Linked DNA regions of Rattus norvegicus: regions 2 and 3 are each linked to region 1. The links are chromatin contacts, called in public Hi-C maps. All regions are on one chromosome and are shown on one strand. The core of a region is the stretch at or near the end of the contact, and the rest is flanking DNA. Distances in the headings are between cores, read along the strand shown. Region 1 has its middle 42 kb from the start of U2l1. Region 2 has its middle 280 kb from the start of U2l1. Region 3 has its middle 130 kb from the start of U2l1.

What was found. A called contact is a pair of places that touch in the nucleus more often than the background predicts.
Region 2: a contact with region 1 is called in a Hi-C map of liver, with 5 times the contacts expected there. The contact joins two enhancer-like sites. A contact is called at or near these places in 2 of 12 Hi-C or Micro-C datasets (kidney and liver).
Region 3: a contact with region 1 is called in a Hi-C map of liver, with 6 times the contacts expected there. The contact joins two enhancer-like sites. A contact is called at or near these places in 7 of 12 Hi-C or Micro-C datasets (the Rat2 cell line, Schwann cells, frontal cortex and 3 more).

Annotation. Positions count from the first base shown.
Region 1 is chr7:33,791,642-33,796,393 of GRCr8, reverse strand. No RefSeq gene overlaps it. Among named protein-coding and RNA genes, the nearest start is that of U2l1, 42 kb to the left of the region's middle. Within about 2 kb of position 2,118, at least 15 of the 93 cell types and tissues checked have an H3K27ac peak or open chromatin away from gene starts, as enhancers often do. A contact at or near this core is called in liver, where this site is marked.
Region 2 is chr7:33,553,522-33,558,273 of GRCr8, reverse strand. No RefSeq gene overlaps it. Among named protein-coding and RNA genes, the nearest start is that of U2l1, 280 kb to the left of the region's middle. Within about 2 kb of position 2,588, at least 4 of the 93 cell types and tissues checked have an H3K27ac peak or open chromatin away from gene starts, as enhancers often do. A contact at or near this core is called in liver, where this site is marked.
Region 3 is chr7:33,963,644-33,968,395 of GRCr8, reverse strand. No RefSeq gene overlaps it. Among named protein-coding and RNA genes, the nearest start is that of U2l1, 130 kb to the right of the region's middle. Within about 2 kb of position 2,070, at least 79 of the 93 cell types and tissues checked have an H3K27ac peak or open chromatin away from gene starts, as enhancers often do. A contact at or near this core is called in liver, where this site is marked.

The DNA.
Region 1 (4,752 bases), core at 869-3,368:
ATATTTTCATTGTACCAGAGGCCATGGACTACCGGTGGGTAAGCAGCAGCCTGACATCCAGCCCTCTATATTCGCAGAATACGGGAATATGGCTCTCTCAGTACATCTGTTGTTTTCAGAAAACACACAAACAGGGTTAAGACATTTTGTTTGCTTGTTTGCTTTAGGAAAAATATACATACCGATGCTGGCACGGGGTTAGTACAAAAGGTGCTGTGCACTTAGAATTCCTCAGAGTAATAGCTTCTAGTACTCAGTTATGTTATTAGTCTTAAGCTTGCATTTCAATTAGACTGTCCCCCCCACCTCTGAGGCTGAGTTGCAATACCCACTGATTTCCTCTAGAGGGAGACTGGAGCAGCAATACACAAGAACGGTGTTTTTAAAAAAAACTGGGTCAATTAGAGTAACCCTGAAGATATTTTTTTTTCATGACAGAAAACCATGATTTTACCAAAAGCTCCATAAACCGAACCACAGAACGGTTACTTGCAATACGTGTCTTCTCCGTGTGACAGAGTCACCCTTTGTAATATGAAGGAATGTGGCTTCGGTTTGCTTTCAATACTAAAGTAATAAGGAATAAAAAATCTTGGGCACAGACATCATTTCACTCACTTTACCCACTATAACTTATAAAGATGTCTCTATGACATTACAAATGACAAGCTCGTTAAAAAATGTATAAAGCTGTCGATTTGAGTTGCAGTCTTTATGAGTTAATGTGGATGCCCCTCGGCCCCCCCATTCCCACCCCCGACTGAGCATACATGCAAGGTACCATAAGTGAAGCAGGCATTCTGCAGAATGAGCTACTCGGTACGTAAAGACACTGCCTAGCATCTCACACCATGATGACCATCCCTCTTCTCTGTACCATTTCCCAGGGATAGCCAGCACTTGGCTGACAGGATCCAATCCTTTTAACTTCAGAGGCTTGATTTAAAAAAAAAAAAAAGCACTGTTTTAAGCATTCGTGTGGCTTGTCCGGAGCTGCCATCAATGGTAGCCACCCAGTTACTATAAATCCTATAAGCATCAAAGGGAGCCAAGATCAGCAGCTTCTGGTATAAAGGCTTCTACAAGACGGCAATGGTGATAGGAAATCCTCCTGTTCATCGACGTGGAACCCAGACCCCCACCCCCACCTCGATGATACAGTGACATCATTGGTCAGCGGCATTGGCCTATTTTCTGTACTGCTTATGGTGGATTGGAATGGATAGAAATAAACATCTTATATAACAGGCAGGCTGTGCTTTCTGTCTTTTTCTCCCCACCCAAGGAGATTTTCCCAGCGTGAATTCTGCCTGTACAATTAACATTGCCCAAATTTCAGCTGAAAAAAATCTGTTAAGGTTTTAAGCAGATTAACAAATACAGCCCATGGATGCTGGCTCCTATTCCTTCTCCTATACATGCATGAACACACACACACACACACACACACACACACACACACACACACACACACACACACAGAGAGAGAGAGAGAGAGAGAGAGAGAGAGAATCTCTACTTCTGCCTCCCACCATCGCCTCCAAACCCCCTGTAATCAAAACAGCTTTTTATCAAGAGACAAGCAAAGCAAGCAAGTTAAATTGAAATTGGTCTTGGAACAGTTGAAACAAAAATAAAAGATTGCAGATTAGAGCTATTGTCCCATCCCAGAGATACAAAGCAGAACCCCCTCTGTGCTTATTTTCTTGGCAGTGAAACAGACAAACCAAAGATTACGAAAGGATACACCCTGCCCTAGTAGCCTTCAGCATCATGAAGAGTACAACCCTAGAACCAGGCATGTGCAATTGTGATTTGTAATGATTAACCAAGATTCTCTGAACTTTGTCTCATAAATCTTGCTTTGTGTGGAACGGTTTATGAATCTTTGAACTTGAGCATTTTATTGTAGAGGCTGCTTCTGAAGAAATTATATACAAATGAGCCTTCAGTATGATTTTGCTGATTCTAGTACAATAAGTCAGAGACAGCAAAGAGCTCAGGGGAGGGGAGAGGGGAGCGGAGGGGGAGGGAGAGGAGGAAGTGGTTGAACAGCCTGGTGGAGACTCATTTGAAATCAGCAACATGATTCTGTTAGGAAGAAGGAGGTTAACTGACCTAGTGGACTTTGTTGGTGAAATCATTGTGCGGTCCTGATTCAGTCAATATTTGAACCTCACATATATTCCTAGTACATGGCAAATACTGAAATAATCTGAATAATGTGGAGTTGAACTTGTCCTGTGAGGATTTTTTTCAGTATTAATTTGTAGTTCAAGATGGGAACACAATTGGGAGTGAATTCCGGGGGTATATGACGGATTAAAGGGAGTCAGAAAGATTGCACATGGCAGAGGACCAGAATATCTGCTGAGTGATTGTGTCTTCTAGAAGCTTCACCCACAACACACCAACAGTATGGCTACCTAAACAAGGGATGAATGAGGACACTACCAGCAGATATTGTACAATGGAAGAAGGAAATCTCACAGGGACACATTGTATCCCTAGTCGAAAAATTACAGGCTACTAAGGAATTGTGTAAGTGGTAGAATCAGTCATCCCCAAGAATTGGATGACTCCTAATGGGCTATGCAATACTGAGCAGCCTTCCTTGAAATCATATACATGCACACAACACTAAAGAGACCCAGCAGGTTTATTTATATATTTAAAGATATGTGTAACAATAACATTTTTTTTAAAAGAAGCCATACATTTTAGAAGGAGGGAGGGTACTGGTGGTGTTGGAGGTAGGGAGGAGAAAGAGAAAATGACACAAATATATCTTAATTAAAAAAAAGTTAAAAAGATAATCTGTTCTTTACTTGTGGGATGGTATCACAGGTATCACAAGGTAGAATGAGGCCTGTCATTGGATGAGAAGGAAGGATGGGCAGGAGAAAAGTTTGAAGGAAGAGGAGGAGGGAGAGAGTAGGTAGGGACAATATGGCAGTTGACATTAAGATTCCTTGCTGTACCTTTACAGATTGTTATAAATGTTCTTAAGGGATGGACGTGTACTGGGCTTTGTGTGTTTAGGTGAGCAATTATATCTTATCAATTGGATCAAAGATTATTGTGTTGTGTGTTCTTTCATGTGTAGATTTAAGTGTAAGGGAGTGTGGAGCAACTCGTCTGGGCTGCCATGTTGAGTCACGTGATGTCTCAAGCAGCGGCACTGCGGTGTAGACTTAGTGGGGATAAAAGATACCCCTTTATTTTTATATTTTGACAACAGCATTTCCTGTCTGGAGAAAAAAAGATCACAGAGTGCCCATCCTATGTGGGAGCCATTTTAAAGAGATTAAATTTAACTCTCTATTCATTGCTGCATGTTCTACCTGTTTGGTCAGCAAAGTCAGTCCTGTGCAAGTGTATATCACAATGTTATCCATTTTGAGGTGTGTACCTGGGTGCAAAGGTAACTAACTCGCTATTAACAATACACACTGTAATAGTGTATGCATTTTTCTTGACCTTACATCCATGACACCAAGAATCCACCACATTCGTACTCGGCTCTGCAAATTCAGAGAGCTAGTGAAACAGTAAAGGTTCATATTTAAATATCACCTTTAGTTTTTTCCATCCATAAGAAGCTAAATAATATATTAGACTTCACTCCTTAGAAGACAATGATGTTTTTTTTCTTTATTAAAACGTTTTATTTTACATTCCAAAAGTGGCCCCCCCTTCCCAGTCCCCCTACCCTGAGTTCTTCATCCCAACCCCCAGCGCTGAAAGAGTGCGCCTCCACCCAACCACCCCCACCAGCATTCCCTCTTCTCTGGGGTATCAAGTTCACACAGGATTAATTGCATCCTCTCCCACTGAGTCCATAAATGGCAGTCCTCTGCCACACATGAGCCCAGGGCCACAAACCAGCTGATGTATGCTCCTAGGTGGTTGTTGGCTTAGTTTCTGGGAGCTCTGGGGTTCCAGGTTAGTCGCTACTGTTGTTCTTCCTATGGGGTTGCAATCCCCTTCAGCTCCTTCAGTCCTTCTTTTTTTTTTTTTTTTTTGTTCTTTTTTTCGGAGCTGGGGACCGAACCCAGGGCCTTGCGCTTCCTAGGTAAGCGCTCTACCACTGAGCTAAATCCCTAGCCCCTTCAGTCCTTCTTCTAACTCTTCCGTATTGGTCCCTGACCTCAAACCAATGGTTGGCTGGAAGGATACGGATTTCTCTCAGTCAGTCGCTGTTAGAGCCTCTCAGAAGACACATGAAGCTCCTGTTTGCACACATAATATGGCCTCAGTAGTAGTGCCATGTGCATTGCTGTGTGTGCATGGGATGGTTCTCAAGTTGGGATAGTCACTGGGTGGCCTTTGACTTGCCACTCCATATTTGGCTCTGCATTTCCTTTAGACGGGAACAATTCTGGGTTAATTCTGCATCCTCCCCTACCTCAACTGGTAGCCCTGTCTCTCTACTGGAGGTGGTCTCTTCTGGTCCCATCTCCCCATTGTTGGGCATTTCTGCTAATGTAATCTCCATTGAGTTCTGGTAGCCTTTCACATTTCAGGTCTCTGGGACTTTCTAGAGGTTCCTCCTGCCCCCTAACTCCCACTGCTGCATATTGTAATTCATTCTCCTAGCCCTTGGGTGTCCCTCCTGTCTCTTCCCATACCGATCCTGATCCTGTCCTTCTTTTTCCCCTCTCCTCCCCGCCCCTGACTCCTACAGAGTTTCCTCCTTCCCTCTGCCTCCTATGATTATTTTGTTTCCCCTCTAAGTGGGTTTTAGGCATC
Region 2 (4,752 bases), core at 1,339-3,838, 240 kb after region 1:
CATTATCTTAAAAATATGTTAAATTCCTAAAATATAACAACTCTATAAGATAGGGTGCAAATGTACAAGAAAACCAATTGCTAAGGGTCAAAAAAGTAGTAGAAAGCATGCCATCATGAATTCTCTTTTATCCAATTATAAGCATTATTATTTGTTAAAAGTTGGACAATATTGTAATTTGAGAAAATATAGCTAAATTGAATACAGATATATTTTCATTTTCCCCAACAGACATCCTCTAAAGCAATTGTGTGAGGATGTTCACACATCAAAATAAAACTATGTAGCCTGCTGACATCAGTTTGTCTTTCTTTTGAAAAGAAAATTGTGCTGCTTACTTAAAACCCTATTCTTGGCCTTTCATTGTTGCACTTCTGAATCTCACCAAGTCTTCATCCACCAGATTTGATATGGGGTCTCTTTTAGAGTGCACCACATTTCACTTTTATGTATGATTAGAGCCATGATGGCCCAAATTTTTGGTCTAGAGCCAGTTGTGTGAAGACCACACATGACTGGAAGCCATAGCTTCAAGTTCACCAGAGGCCTGAACTGTCACTGGTATGAGCATTTCTCCTTTGAGAAGTAAAAAGCATAGGTTGTATCAATGGAAGGAATAAACTCACAAATGGGGTGGTAAGAATATTGACCGAGGATGATGCTTTCACTCTGTACTACTTGAGTCGTGCCCTAGCTACTGGATGAGAATTTGCCAGCTGCAGGCTCCATATACAGCCCACATCTCGGATGATGGTCTCTTTAAGCATGTTCTCCATCTTCTTCCCTTCTCCATACTCATTGCCCACCAAAAAATAATGCCTTTTGTCTCCTAAGCATCTTTGAACATGACCTCTTCAATATTGCTTTGTTTCAGGTCCTTGTCACCTACTCTTGGCATTCTACAATAGCTTCCTAGCCGGTCCTCAGGCTTCCTGTCTTTCAGTTATGTCCAATTGTGCTTAACTATGTACCACAAGTGTCCCACCTGACATAGCCATGTCTAGACCTACTAGGACGCCTGCTGTTCTGCAGGGTGACCATGGCTGCCATGTTACTCTAAAGATCACTTGCAGCTCCCGTGGGCCATTTCCACTTGATTGCTGACACTACTATCTATCTCGTTTTGGCTGCATAATCTTCCCCAGCAACTCTGCCTGGAGCTGTTGTACTACAGACCAGAGCCAGATGAGTTGGTCTGGTTCCACTACCATGGATTGGATGCTTCTCCAGCCAAACATGTCCTGCTTTTCTAAGAAAAATCTCAGCACTTCTATCATTGAATTGGCTATTTTTTTTATGCCACGGGTGCTTGGTACTTGACACTCTTGTCTAATGTCCTTTCCTGCTTCCTACTGGCAGGATCACTTTTTCATTCTGTTTCTACAATAAGTCACTCTAGCCAAAGCCAACACAAAAGGAGAGGCTTTATTTCATCTTAAAGTTTTAAGTGGCAGTCTATCATTGTGGGTAGTAAAGGCAGGAACTGAAGTAGAAACAACAAACGAATGCCTGTTGCTTCACCCTCTGGCTCAGGCTCAACTAGCTGTTGTATGCATCCCAGGACCAGTTGCTTAGAGATGGTGCTCCTCATAACAGGCTGGGTCCTCCCATATAAATCATCCACTGGGACAATGTCCACCACAGACATGCTCACAGGCCAATCTGATCAAGGCAAAATTTCAATTGAGAATCCCCCTTCCCTCGGGAATCCAGGTTGTGTGTAGGTGACAAAACAAAACAACAACAACAACAACAACAACAACAACAACAACAAAAACTAATGAGGACATAAGGGGACATTGCTGAGACACAGTGATAATACAATGACACAAAAACTTATTGTATGTTCATTCCATGATGCTCTCCTGGGTACAATGTTGACCTATGTGAACCTGTTGAGTTGTGCATCTGTTTGTATTTGTTCGAGTTCAGATGTATGTGCATGTGAAAGACAAAGAACAGCCTCAGGTATTACACCTCAGGAGCTGTCCATTTTATGAGACAGTCTCTCACTGACCCGGGACTCACTGACTAGGTTAGGATGACTAGCTTATGAGCCTCAGGCATCCACCTGTCTCTGCCTCCCCAGCATTGGAATGCCAAGCCTGTACCACCACTCTGGGGTTCTTCATACGGATTCTTCTTCGGTCTCTATGCTGGCACTGCAGGCACCTTTCCCACTGAGCCTCTCTAGCTCTTTGCAGACTTCTTAAGGACAATTCATTTTCTTTCCTTTCAGTGTCTAACATAGAGCCCAACTCAAAACTTTCCGATTCCCATTCATAAGTAATCATAAATGAATTACATTGTTTGGAAAATGCCAAGTACATCAACCATCCTTGGATATAGTCAACAAGTACCAATTCCTTCACATTATAACACTTTACATCTTAAAATTTCAACTTAATCCCTGCCCTTGTGTCATGCTTTCAAATGACGTGGATCTGGCATAGTGATTGATCTCAGCCTTTTGCCATAAGAATAACAGCTTCCTGGGCAAGAGAAAGAACTTTAAAACTCGTTCTTCCAGTGGGGAGTGGTGAAGGGCAGAGTGATGCCAGCAAAAAAGTCCCATCATGTTTGGCATGCCCAATGTTTGCTGTACTTTCTGTCCTGTGTGCCGGAGCTTCTGTTTAACTGAGCTGAGGATTAAAGTATTGAACAAGCAAAGAATTGCTCAACTTCCCTGGATAGGCGGGTCTCATTCAGTATTTGACAGAAAACCTGTCATTTGAGTATGATATATATTTACTGGGGAAAAACAGGATGGCTTAGGCTCAAAGGTCTTTTCTGCTCACCTGCAATGGGAAACCCAGTGTCTCCCTTACCTTCAGGCGCTGAAGCCTGAAACACATTAAGTTTCCATCTCCTCCCCCTGGCCATTTGGATTTGAGCAGCCTCTAAAACAGTCCAGTAAACAGGCAGACAAGACTCCACTTGAGTCTGTTTATAACCTAAAGCTAAAGCATTTATGGAATCACAGACCAGGCTGGGGCATGTCATCTCTGCATTGAAAATCAAAGAATTGCAATTTAGAGGTAGAGGGGCGGGGTGGGGCAGGGCTGGGCTGGGCTGTGAAATCAAAATGGATACAGCTGGCTTTGCTTCTCAACATCTCTAGATGCGAGAAGGTCAGAAAGGCTGTGGGCACGCTCTGCAGTGGATCTGTGACAGGGCAGTGTGGCAGCAGGCCTATGTAAATTAAACAACTTAGCCAATATAGAAAACACATTTTCAGCAAGTAAATAATGCCATTTAAGGGATCCGATTGCTAAAGCAACCTCATTGCCTAACGGGAGGACACTCATCCTTTCACCAAATATTTACTGCCTAGCTCTGGGACTGGCAAGGCTGAGCACTGGTAAGCAATCACCTCTACCCTGAAGTTTTAAAGATTTTGCGATGAAATTTTACAATATTATAGAGAACGTGTTTTTCTTTCTTTGAGACAGGATCTCCTGTTTCCTGGACTGGCATTGACTTGGTTTAAAGCAGATGACCCTGAATCTCTGCCTTCCGGCGCACTCACACCCTCCTGAGTCTGGGGACGCCAGGCAGTGTCCTGAAACAGGTCTGGTTTATGGGGTCCTGGGCATCCATGCTATGTGCCAAGAAACCAGCCTCTTAACTGAGCTATATCCTTTGTGTGAAACATGCCATCTGCAGAAAATCAATCCATTTGTATGAAAGACCCAAAGACGGAAAAACTGCTTTTCTGTAGATACAGGTGCTGGAGCAAAGCACATAAATGTATTCCTAGACTAACCTGTGGTATCTGTGAACCACCCCATGCTAATACCTCTGTATACAAGGACATATACAGGAGCGCTAATGTTTTTAGCGCCTCAGTTACATCTGCTGAGTTTGGTCAGTGATCAAAGAAGACCACACTGTCTGAATTATATTCGCAAAGAGCACAACTACTCTACTGAAATGAGATTCCAGGCTTCAAGTCTTACATTTTTAATTGTCTGAATCAAGATGTATAAAGTTATGTGAGGTAAATGACAGGCATTTTCCCCCTGAATTCGGGCAGCTATGCCTGCCACTGTTCGATGCCAGCAAAAAAAAATCATTATTTTAATGTAAAATTCAGTAACTGAATTCTAACAGGATGAAAACAAGAGAAAAAACATGGAAAAGTTGGCATAAAGTCACCTGAAACAAAATGGCCATCGGGACGAGGTCCAAGCTTGACAGCACGGAAGTTGGTGGACATTCCATCCCTTTGGGTAGAATGATCCATATATTAAGTTACTGAAATGTCAAATGTCACCCATGAGAGGGAACATTTCTGTCCATCCTTTTCTGGTTAGTATGGACTTAAAGAGACATGTGTATCGTATTTTTCAATATAGTATCCATGAGCATCTATCACTAGCAATAAGCTATAAATTCTCCTTACAAAATTATTTGCTCAAGTGTCCATTTTCATAGATCATGAGTGTGTACAGACTCCACATGCTTTTCTCATGCTTACTTTAATTAGTTATGCATCTGTTCATTTTCACAAGAATCTATGAGGCCAGTTCCCTGAAAATTGTTTGATGATGTCACTGGCAATGTTTGCTTGGATCTGGTCTCCTTCCCATGGTGGTTTGAATGTCTGTGGTTCACGGGGTGGCACTACTAGGAGGTGTGGCCTTGTTGAAGTAGGCATGGCCTTGTTGGAGGCAGAGTGACACTGTATAGAGAGGGCTTAGAGACCATCCTCTCAACTGCCTGGAAGACAGATTTCTCCTGGATGCAGTT
Region 3 (4,752 bases), core at 821-3,320, 170 kb before region 1:
AAATTCACCTTCAGAAATGCAGGGGACATTTCCCCTCAGTAGTGAAATCTACATTACTTTGTATGGCAAAGTATACGCGTTCTCTAAATCTGACTGTTCTCCTTGGGTCTGCCAGAATTTTTGTGTAAAGATTTCCCTATCCTTGGCCACTTTTGTTAGGGAAACCTCTCTCAGCAAAGCATGCCTGCATCTTTGAGTAGGACCAGAGCCATTTCTCCCAGGAGCCTTTGTGAGATTTCTACAGTTGCTTGTCACCATGGTCAAATGATACCTCCTTCCACGGCTTGGGTCTGTCTCTGGAGATTGACAAAGAACACCAGATAAAGTCATCTCCCCAAGCGTGGGTAATTAAATACTGGTCAAACCTACAATCCAAAATCTCTTTTAAGAACTAGAGAAGATTCTAACCCTCTTTTTTTTTTTTTTAGGCCACCCCTCCTCCCCTTTCCTTTGCAGGAAAGAGTTTCCCTTTCTGCCAATATAATTGCTTTGTGATATACATGTTGGGATCAACTTAGCTTTTTCCTCCCTTTCTGGCCTACTAAATGGTTGGCTTAGGGGAAAATCAAACTTTACAGCTTGGCTTTTTCCCACTTGGCAACTTTGATTTCCTGGATATGTTAGGTAATTTTTCAAATTATGTGCTTTAATATCTTGTCCCTTAAAGTGTATTTAGGGAGGTTAAAAAATACCCTCCACTGAACAATAGGTTGAATATGCTACAAACAATGCTTTAACTAAGTGCCCCAAACAAAAATACCCCGCACTGAATATTTATATTTTTAGTTGCCCCACATAATGTATATGCATATTGTATTAATTATATATATTTAAAAAGTAAGGGGGAAAGATGGATATCACTGTAACTCTAATCCAGACACTGCTGAAAATTTAGTCCACCCAAGATGAAAAAATCTACAAAAATCCCTTGTTAAATAAAAAGGTACTCCTATTGAAAAACTCGTGTGTGTGTGTGTGTGTGTGTGTGTGTGTGTGAGAGAGAGAGAGAGAGAGAGAGAGAGAGAGAGAGAGAGAGAGAGAGAGAGAGAGAGAGAGAGAGAGAGAGAGAGAGAGAGAGAGAGAGAGAGAGAGAGAGAGAGAGTTATCTCCACACATCGTGAATTGTTTTTGGATCAAGCCTGAATACAATATATTTTAGGCTTTCCTTTCCTAAAAGGGTAATTCAGAGCCGGGGGAGGAGGGGAGAGGAGAGGAGGCGCAGGTCCATTTCTGACTTAGTTGTTTACAAAAAGCACATGCTAATGTAACAGTGTATACGGAATTAAAGAGAAAATGTCAAACACGCCGTGACATCCAAAACACATTCAGCTGTTGCCTTTTACTATGGAGACTTTCATTCTACAGCGGACTGCCTCCAAGACCCAGTGTTTTTGTGTGTTGGGTTAAAAATAGCCTGCCAAGCCTGACAACTAGATTCTGATTGGTCCGTAAGGGCGGCCGTTCAGCCAATGAGAGCTTCTGGGAACAAAAGCAATTCTTTTGTGTGTGTGAGATGCTCAACCCATGTCAAAACAGCTTCGGGCTGTAGAAATGATTTGGGTAGAGATTTAACAAGGTAATAATGCATTTTAGCCCTCTGAAAGGTTTGAAGCGGAACAAAGAGGGGGGTGGAGTGAGGGGGAGCAGGGGAAATCTACAAAAGAAATGAAACCAGCGCTTAGCTTTTACCGATGAATCATGCGGGTGTTCGTGCTACAAGCATTATTCTTTTCCTTTCCCGACGTCCCCGAGACTTTTACTTACTTTTCAGGCATTTTCTCGTCCCAAACAAAAAGTCATCAAAGACTTTTGACTAACGTGCTCGTTTGCTGTTACGATTCGTTGGCAAGAAGAAAGGGGAAAAAACCTCTTCTTATTAAATGTCACAAAGAGAAAACAAAGACCTATGATTTGTGCACAGTGAGTAGTGAAACTTTGAGCTGTAGATTCTGGATATCAAACACAGCCCACATTCTCAAAGACAGTTCCTGGTCCGTGTACTGATAGCTCTCTAGATTAGGAAAACAAAGAGGGACTTGATGGGAGACAGTTCTGGGTGCTGGCCGCCTTGAAAGCATCGGACCGCCAGGGGTCGCTGTTGCACAGTAGACGAATCTCTACTGCGTGGGCTTCTCTGTAATCTTTAAGGAAAGAAATAGGATGTGATGGGTACCTTTAGACCAAAGAGGAGGGATGGGGGGCGCTGTCGCTATTTGAAATCCTTAAGCATGGCTTTTGATCAACACTATGGGACAAAGCAACTGAAAACAAGATTTACTATACAGGGAATTTAGTGCCACAGAAGACAAATGTTCGTACAGGAACTTGGAATTGTGACTTAAGACAGGCTCTCCTAAACCACATCGCGATTTTAAACTAGATTACAATAACGACAATAAAATGGTGTCACTGATGCCTTATAGTCTCCAACATTTTTATGCGAGCAACCCGTGTAATGTACCCAGTCCAGACGTGTTTTGGCAAAAGAATTCAGATCATACATGGTTTACATATTAACCACAGAGAAAACTATCTGTTCAGCACACGTTTTCCTCTTGAGCATAGATTTCACGATACAGGATTCATAAACGAAACCTAACAAACCTTTACTCCTGGTGTGGCATCTAAAAAAGCCAAGCTTCTGGGTAAAATAGGAACAAAAGTTTATAGTCTAATTGGGTGTGTTAAACCCACGATACCCAAATATTTTCTGTTTGGGAAAAAGCATAATATATTTATCTGTGAAAGATTATTCCAAAGCACATATTGGAAGCTGGTTTTTCCATTCATATTCATCTAGCAAAACTGAAAGAGCAGTGCACTTTTCTGTTTCCTATTACGCTCAATTATAATGCTTTGTACACATTTATAAGGAACTAAAAGACAAAGAATAAAATTTACTTATTAATTATATTTCTCAACAACTGTACTCCCAGAAGACGGTGTGATTGTGTGCATGCACGCAGTCAGCATTCGATAGCTCCAAACAACGTCTATTCCCTTAAGCACTGTTGTGACTTTTATGAAGTTTGCTTAATCGGGTTGTCCTAACAGCAGCTAGAGGAATTGATCGTTGGGCAGGTAGGTATAATTGTGGTAGGGAGCCCAGGAGCTTTAACAGAAATAGCGTGAGGTGGCGGCAGTGGAAGAGCGTTTGGCCACCGTATGTATACCGCATTGGTCATGTTCTATACTTGCTCAGCTCCAGGCCTTGAAGCTGCCCCGATGCCAGACCCTTCCCCCGGGCAAGCGCCAATCCCTAACACTATTAAAGATCCTCTGCTATGCTTGCAGACAGGAGTGTATTGCCCTTGAGAGGCTCCACCCAGCAGCTGATTCAGACAGATACAGACACGGACAGCCAAACAGAACGTGGAGCTTGGGGACTCTTATGGAAGAATAGGAGGATTGTGGGCCGGAAGGGGATAGGAACTCCACAGGAAGACCAACAGAGTCAACTAAACTTTGGAGCTCTCAGAGTCTGAACCACCAACCAAAGGACATACACAGGCTGGACCTAGGCTTCCCTGCACATACGTAGCAGGTGTGCAGGTTGGCCTTGATGTGGGCTCTGAACTACTGGACAAGAGGGATTGGAGGCCCTATGCCAGAAGCTGTTGCTAGGCGGGATATGTTCCTCTAGCTGGGCTGCTGTGTCTGGTCTTGGTGGGAGGGGAAGCCACTAGCATAGAAGAGATTTAAGGTCCCAGGGTGGGGAGTGTACTCACGAGGGGCCCCTACCCACTCAGAGGTAAAGGAGAAATGGGGGAGGATTGTGGGAGGGGGTAACTGGGAGGGGGGCAGTGAGTTGGATGTAAAGTAGAGAGATGAGAAAAATGCAAGAGGCTGTTTTGTCCACACTGCTACACCTCTGCAGTTGGAATCAATAGTTTGCAGGAAGCTGCCTTCCTTATCCTCCGAGAATCACACAGTGCTATTTACAGGAAAGCAAGCTTACTTTTTCTATAGATGGCTGTCACTCCCAGGAAGTCATTCATAATCACATCCATTACATGCGTGTGTAAAGATCCCTTCCACTTCCTCCCTGCTTCCCTTCCATTTCCTTCCTGTTTCCCTTCCATTTTCTTCCTGCTTCTCTTCCATTTCCTTTCTGCTTCCCTTTCATCTCCTTCCTGCTTCCCTTCCATTTCCTTCCTGCCTTCCTTCTACTTCCTTCCTGCTTCCCTTCCATTTCCTTCCTGCCTTCCTTCCATTTCCTTCCTGCCTTCCTTCCATTTCCTTCCTGCCTTCCTTCCATTTCCTTCCTGTTTCCCTTCCATTTCCTTCCTGCTTCCCTTCCATTTCCTTCCTGCTTCCCTTTCATCTCCTTCCTGCTTCCCTTCCATTTCCTTCCTGCTTCCCTTCCATTCCCTTCCTGCCTTCCTTCCATTTCCTTCCTGCTTCCCTTCCATTTCCTTCCTGCCTTCCTTCCATTTCCTTCCTGCTTCCCTTTCATCTCCTTCCTGCTTCCCTTTCATTTCCTTCCTGCCTTCCTTCCATTTCCTTCCTGCTTCCCTTCCATTTCCTTCCTGCCTTCCTTCCATTTCCTTCCTGCTTCCCTTCCATTTCCTTCCTGCTTCCCTTCCATTTCCTTCCTGCCTTCCTTCCATTTCCTTCCAGCTTCCCTTCTATTTCCTTTCTGCTTCCCTTCCATTTCCTTCCTGCTTCCTTTCCACATTCATGCATGGTTTCCACTGCAGGGAATAGTAGACTGTGTCTGTCATATTTGTCCCGCCAGATGAGAAGATGGAA